Regions from separate parts of the Mus musculus genome. Here region 2 is linked to region 1. A link is a contact called in public HiChIP or PLAC-seq data. All regions are on one chromosome and are shown on one strand. Each heading gives the region's core, a stretch centred on a gene start, on an enhancer-like site or on the middle of the called end of the contact. The rest is flanking DNA. Distances are from core to core; before and after follow the strand shown. Region 1 overlaps Fbxo42 (F-box protein 42). Region 2 holds the start of AI507597 (expressed sequence AI507597).

Region 1 (2,674 bases), core at 129-2,628:
TATTTATTTCTAAAATGTATTACATTTTTTGAGAGTGTGTGAATGTGGGATGCCATTGAACAGCCTTTGGGAGTTGGTTCTCTTCTTCCACCACGTGAGTCCTGTTGTTAGAACTCAGTCCTCAGGCTTGGTTGTCAGGTGACCCCCACTGTGGCCAGCACAGAGGGAAGTTAGTGTAATGCTGACCCTTAGGCCTCAGTCGCAGCATTACCGACTGTAGTCATTCCTGTTTCCCACCTGGGGAATATATTCTGGGGTGATGCAGGACATTGAGGACGGTTGTAATGGCACTTTCTATGTATCTAGACATGATACCTTTGGCTTTGTTTTTGGGAGAGTCTCACTCGATAGCCCCAGCTGGACTGGAATACATTATGTATACAAAACTGGTCTTGAATTTGCAGCAGTCCTTGGTCCTGGGGAATACAACATGAGCCACTTGCTGGACATGATAACTTTTTGTTGGTTGTATTTTGTTTTGTTTGAAACAGGGTCTCTCTGTGTAGCCCTGACAGTTTTAGAAGTTACTGTATAGACCTGACAGAGATTCACCTATGTCCCTCTCCCAGGTCCTGGGATTAAAGCATGGCTAGACTCTGTATCTTGAGGCTTTCTTGTTACCTTGGAGCAAAATTCTGGCTGTGTATTACATCTTAGTTTCTCCTGCTATTTATTGCCTTGCTCTCTGCTTCATTGGAAACCATAGTGATGAGGAAAGAGATGTGGGTTTTAATTAGGCAGGTGATCAGTGGGTAGAGTCTAACTCGTGAGGCAGTGAGAAGCAGAAGCTGTCTATATGATAGGCCTGTTGTTGTAGGCCGCCCGCTCAAGTGTTCATGTAGCCCCAAGATGATGGCTCTCCTGCCTAAGGTGACAGAGGTTAGAAGGACAACTCCATTAGCCGAGGATCCTGCCACATTCCCAAGTAGAGAGGGATAGTTCAGACACATGGATGGCTAACAAGGACAGAGGCAAGAGATCCAAGAATGTCTGAGGGAATGAAATCTGTGGGAAAGGCCACTGACCTCACTGTGGGTAAGCCCCTGGGCACAGCATGGTAAATACTGTCTGGTAATTTTATTTTTTTGTTTGTTGCAAGAGTGTTTCTAAAGTAATTTAGGCTGGCTTTATACTTGCTGTGTATTGCCCAGACTGGCCTAGAACTCAAGCTCTTTTGTCACAGCTTCCATACTGCTGAGATTACAGGAGTCCATCTCCTCACCCCCTCAGCCCCCTAACCAAGCAGCAGAATCCATCAGTTAGGTGTCCTCTGGCTCAGTAATGCATTTAATTCTGACACCACCTGGAGGTAGCTTCAAATCCTGAGCTTGAGGATTCAGCACTGTCACAGTGACCCCACTCCAGATGCCAGCAGAAAGGCTGGTGTCTCATGACTTCCTCTTTGGGTCATAGAACGTCCACAAACACTACATGTGCTCTTTGTTCTAAACTCCATATTTACTACCGTATTATAAAAGATACTGTGAGGTGCTGGGGTGCCAGGTGACTGCTGCTGCACCATGGAGACCTGCAAACGCGATGTGATCCACAGGGGCCTGACTGTCAGCCTAGTCAAAAACAGGGTCAGTAGCAACCCTGTCTCAAAGGAGTGAGGCAGAGCAGGATGGAGGAGAAGCCTGCTCCGGGCTCCCTGTACATGCACAAGCCACACAGGCACACACACTCACACACTGCAGGCTGTGGATAAATGGGGGTGCCTGCAGTGAGCCTCCATGCCCTTCGGGCACACCTCAAGATGTTCTACATTCACAGTAGCCGCCTGCAGTCTCCCCAGACCCAGAGTTCTTGGTGTGTTTCTGTGTGTCTTAGGCAGAATATTATGTGGCCCAGGATGGCCTTAAACTCTGTTTTGTAGGTAAGCATGGCTTTGAGTTCCTGATCCTCCTGCCTCAGCCTCCTAAGAACTGGGGTTACAGGTTTGTACACCATGCTTAGTGCCTTTTGTTTTGTTTTCTTTTGTTTTTCAAGACAGGGTTTCTCTGTGTAGCCCTGGCTGTCCTGGAACTCAGTCTGTAGACCAGGCTGGCCTGGAACTCAGAAGTTCACCTGCCTCTGCCTCCCAAGTGCTGGGATTAAAGGTGTGAACCACCACGCTCAGTGCTTAGTGCTTTTTTGAGTTTGATTGATCAAATCATTGGCTATTGGTGATCAAGTTAGCAATTGGAGGGTTGGCCTGATAGTCTGACTCTTTAATCATGCTTTAATCTTTCTCGTGGTCAGTCCTAATCCTGAAGCTCCTAGGGCTGCCAGTTGTCAGTTAACTATTAGTACAGAAAGATTCTACTTTGGAAATTCTCCTGTTTTTAGAAGTTGTATGCCAGGAAACAGAAGAAAGGCCAATTATACATTTCACGATTATCACACTCACACTGGAATCCTTAGCATTCAGCATTTCAAGGTTGTACGCTACAACTAGTCTGTATCATTAACTTCATCAGTAAGGACTTTGTTCCTAGCCAGGCATGGTAGTACATGCCACTAATCCCAGCACTTGTGAGGCAGAGACATGCAGATCAATGTAAATTTGTGGCCAGCCTCAGCTACATATTACCTTCCTGCCTTAAAAAACAAAACACTGGGCCTGGGGAGGTGGCTCAGCAGTTAAGAGCACTGGTTACTCTTGCAGAGGGCCTGGGTTTTGTTCCCAGAGCTT
Region 2 (2,674 bases), core at 98-2,597, 460 kb after region 1:
TAGACCAGGCTCACAGAGATCCACCTGCCTCTACCTCCCGAGTGCTGGGACTAAAGGTGTGTGGTGCCACCACCTGGCTGTGGATTTTTTCTCCCTCACTCCCTCCCTTCCTTCCTTCCTAAAAAATATTAAATTTATTTTATGTATATGAGTACAAGACAACTACAGACACCAGAAGAGGGCATCAGATCCCATTATAGATGGTTGTGAGCCACCATGTGGCTGCTGGGATTTGAACTCAGGACTTCTGGAAGGGCAGTCAGTGCTCTTCACCGCTGAGTCATCTCTCCAGCCCTGGGTTTCTCTTTTTCTTAATAAGCTGTCTCTTCTTCTCTTTTTATTTTTAATTCTATATATGCGTGTGTGAGCATGAATACAAGTGCCCAAGGAGGCCAGAGACATCACATCTCTTAAGCATCTCCTACAGACACTTGTGAACTCCCTGATGGGGGATGTGGGAAACCTGCTAACTAAGGATGGGCAAAGTTTGTCATTGACTGCACAGCCTTCTGGGGCTTGATGCATAATGGGGGACTCCTGGTGTTAACAGAGTTTCTCCTCCTCTGGCCTTGACTGGGGTTTCTAAGCCCCCAACACTTGCTTCTACCTGAGGAATGTCACATAGCCTCAATTAATTTATAGGATCAAGTTCCTTTCTTCTACAAGACTTGTTCAGCCATCGCCTGAGATTCCTGAAGTGCTTCCCCATGCTAATGAGGCATTCCAGGTCCTCTAAGCCCCCCAGCCAATGACCTTTGCCCATCCTGGATGTCCCTGCCTTCAGTTCCCCAAAACTGTATAAGCCTGCAGTCACCCTAGGTAAAGATCTGCCTCCTGACTTCGGGTCCCGGTGTGGTCTTTCACAGTGAGTACTCACAGGGCTTCTGAACCCCCTGTTCGACGTTGGCCGAATCGGCCAGCAATCTACGAGGACGAGGAGACCCATGTGTAGGGGTGACACTCAGAGCATTCCATGCTCGTAACCCTGAGCAACTTCTCCAGCTCCCAACCATCTTGATAACCGCATGTTCCTGGTGCAGTTCTTTGTCCTGGGACACAAGAACCTGGTACTTCAGCCTGTGTCCTTTGTCCCCCAGGGAACTCAGGGCAGGGCCAGGTTTGAGGCTCATATCCTAGAAGCCTGCCCCCGAAGACATTGGATTCAGGAAGCCCCTTTTTCTTCCTGTGCCACTGTGATCCTCAACGCAGGTTGAGAAAAGTCACCTTTATTGTCTTCGGCGAGAGCAAGGTGGGGGAGGGGTGGCCAGAGGGCAGGGGCCATTCTGAGGTCACAATTGTCCTCTTGCCCAGCCAAGAAAAGTGGGTCTGCTGACGCTGTCCATCTCCAAGAGAGAGGGATTCACTCTGAGGCCTTCATGTCCCCACCTCTCTAGGTCCCCAGCCCTGGCCACCTCCTTTCTCCAGAGCCCCCCCATGGCCTGCCCAAAAGTCTAGGTGAGGACCAGCCACTCAGTCTTCAGGCCACATCGTGTGGTCAAGACCTTGCTGGTTAGGCCGCGCAGGCCTGAAACTGACTTCACATCCTCCGCAGGGCGAGTCAGGAGGGGACCGCGCTCCTGGCTGGGGCAGGTGTGGAAGGCCGGGGCTCACATGGATCTGTCCATCCTGATTCTCCTTCTGCTGTTACTGCTGCTGTTACTGTAGGCCTCTGGGGTGGAAAGCCCTGGGGGGAGGGTCCGAAGGGACACATACCCCCAGTTAGTCTCAGATCCGTCATCAGGATCTTCCGACCCTCTGGGACCCCCGGGGTTGCCAGCTGGAGTGGTCCCTGGTACCCAGGTCCTCACTCCGAGTTGAGGGTCCCCTGCCCTCCCGACTCTTGTCAACTCTGGGGGTGTGTGTGCTGGGAACCTTGGGAACAGGGTGGGAAGCTGGGGGGGGGGATCCATAAAGGTACCTACCTGTATCTGGCAGAGGTCGATTAAGGCGCGAATACCGGCTAAGCACCACAGCTCACCCAAAAGGGAGAAAAAGATACTCAGGAGATCCAGCCAGCGGCCCACGGTCATCAACAGAAGGAAGAGGCCACCCATGCGCACCAGCACCGTCTGGACCTGGCCCTGTAGGCTGAAGCGATGTTGCCACTGCTCCTCTGTGGGACGCGGTTGTCACTGTCTCAGCCGGCACCTTCTGGAGATCAGCTGGGGCCAGCCTGTTTCACTTCTCAGCTGCCTTCCCCGGGGATCTTGTCAGCTTCCCTGACTGCCTTCCCACAGCCCTGCTTCTGTCTCTGGGCACCTACAGGACTTCTTACCCACCCTTAAGTTTCCCCCTGGTTGAGGACAGAGCCCTGCCAGTCGATGGCAGGAATCTAAGGTTCTCCCCCTTTCTGCCTGTCAGTTTGAATCATCCGCAGCTCAGTTGGCTTCTGCCAGTCTCTCTCTTGTTCCATCCTGGTCCCAGCCACCTTCCCCTCTTGCCGAAGCTCACTCATCAAGGCGCCTGAGTTTTGTTCCCGACCAAGCTCTACTGACCATCTAAAGCGACCTAAACACACCAATAAGATGACACCATCCCTCTGCTTTTAGAGAACTCTAATGGAAGTCTTGTTTTCCACAGTCAAACTTGACTTGGTCCCGTCTCTCCATCCTCATCCGATCTGTGTTCCCCTTCCTTAGAAAGACAGCAGTCCTGGTTCCTCATTTCGTACACA

What was found. HiChIP or PLAC-seq counts read pairs in DNA pulled down with a chosen protein or histone mark.
Region 2: a contact with region 1 is called in an H3K27ac HiChIP or PLAC-seq map of microglia, with 6 times the contacts expected there. The contact joins the promoter of AI507597 here to the enhancer-like site in region 1. A contact is called at or near these places in 7 of 115 datasets of contacts at active chromatin or transcription factors (the 230-238 cell line, astrocytes, bone marrow-derived macrophages and 3 more) and 1 of 9 other capture datasets (adipose tissue).

Annotation. Positions count from the first base shown.
Region 1 is chr4:141,156,328-141,159,001 of GRCm38.p6, forward strand. The region is part of intron 1 of Fbxo42 (F-box protein 42); the gene reads left to right. Among named protein-coding and RNA genes, the nearest start is that of Fbxo42, 9.7 kb to the left of the region's middle. Within about 2 kb of position 1,379, at least 53 of the 459 cell types and tissues checked have an H3K27ac peak or open chromatin away from gene starts, as enhancers often do. A contact at or near this core is called in adipose tissue, bone marrow-derived macrophages and microglia, where this site is marked.
Region 2 is chr4:141,613,023-141,615,696 of GRCm38.p6, forward strand. AI507597 (expressed sequence AI507597) reads left to right here and starts at 1,348. Exons shown (of 3, transcript NR_033566.1): 1 at 1,348-1,455; 2 at 1,553-1,661; 3 at 1,936-2,582. Tmem82 (transmembrane protein 82) reads right to left here. Exons shown (of 6, transcript NM_145987.2): 5 at 1,923-2,113; 6 at 1,211-1,684. The coding sequence ends at 1,559.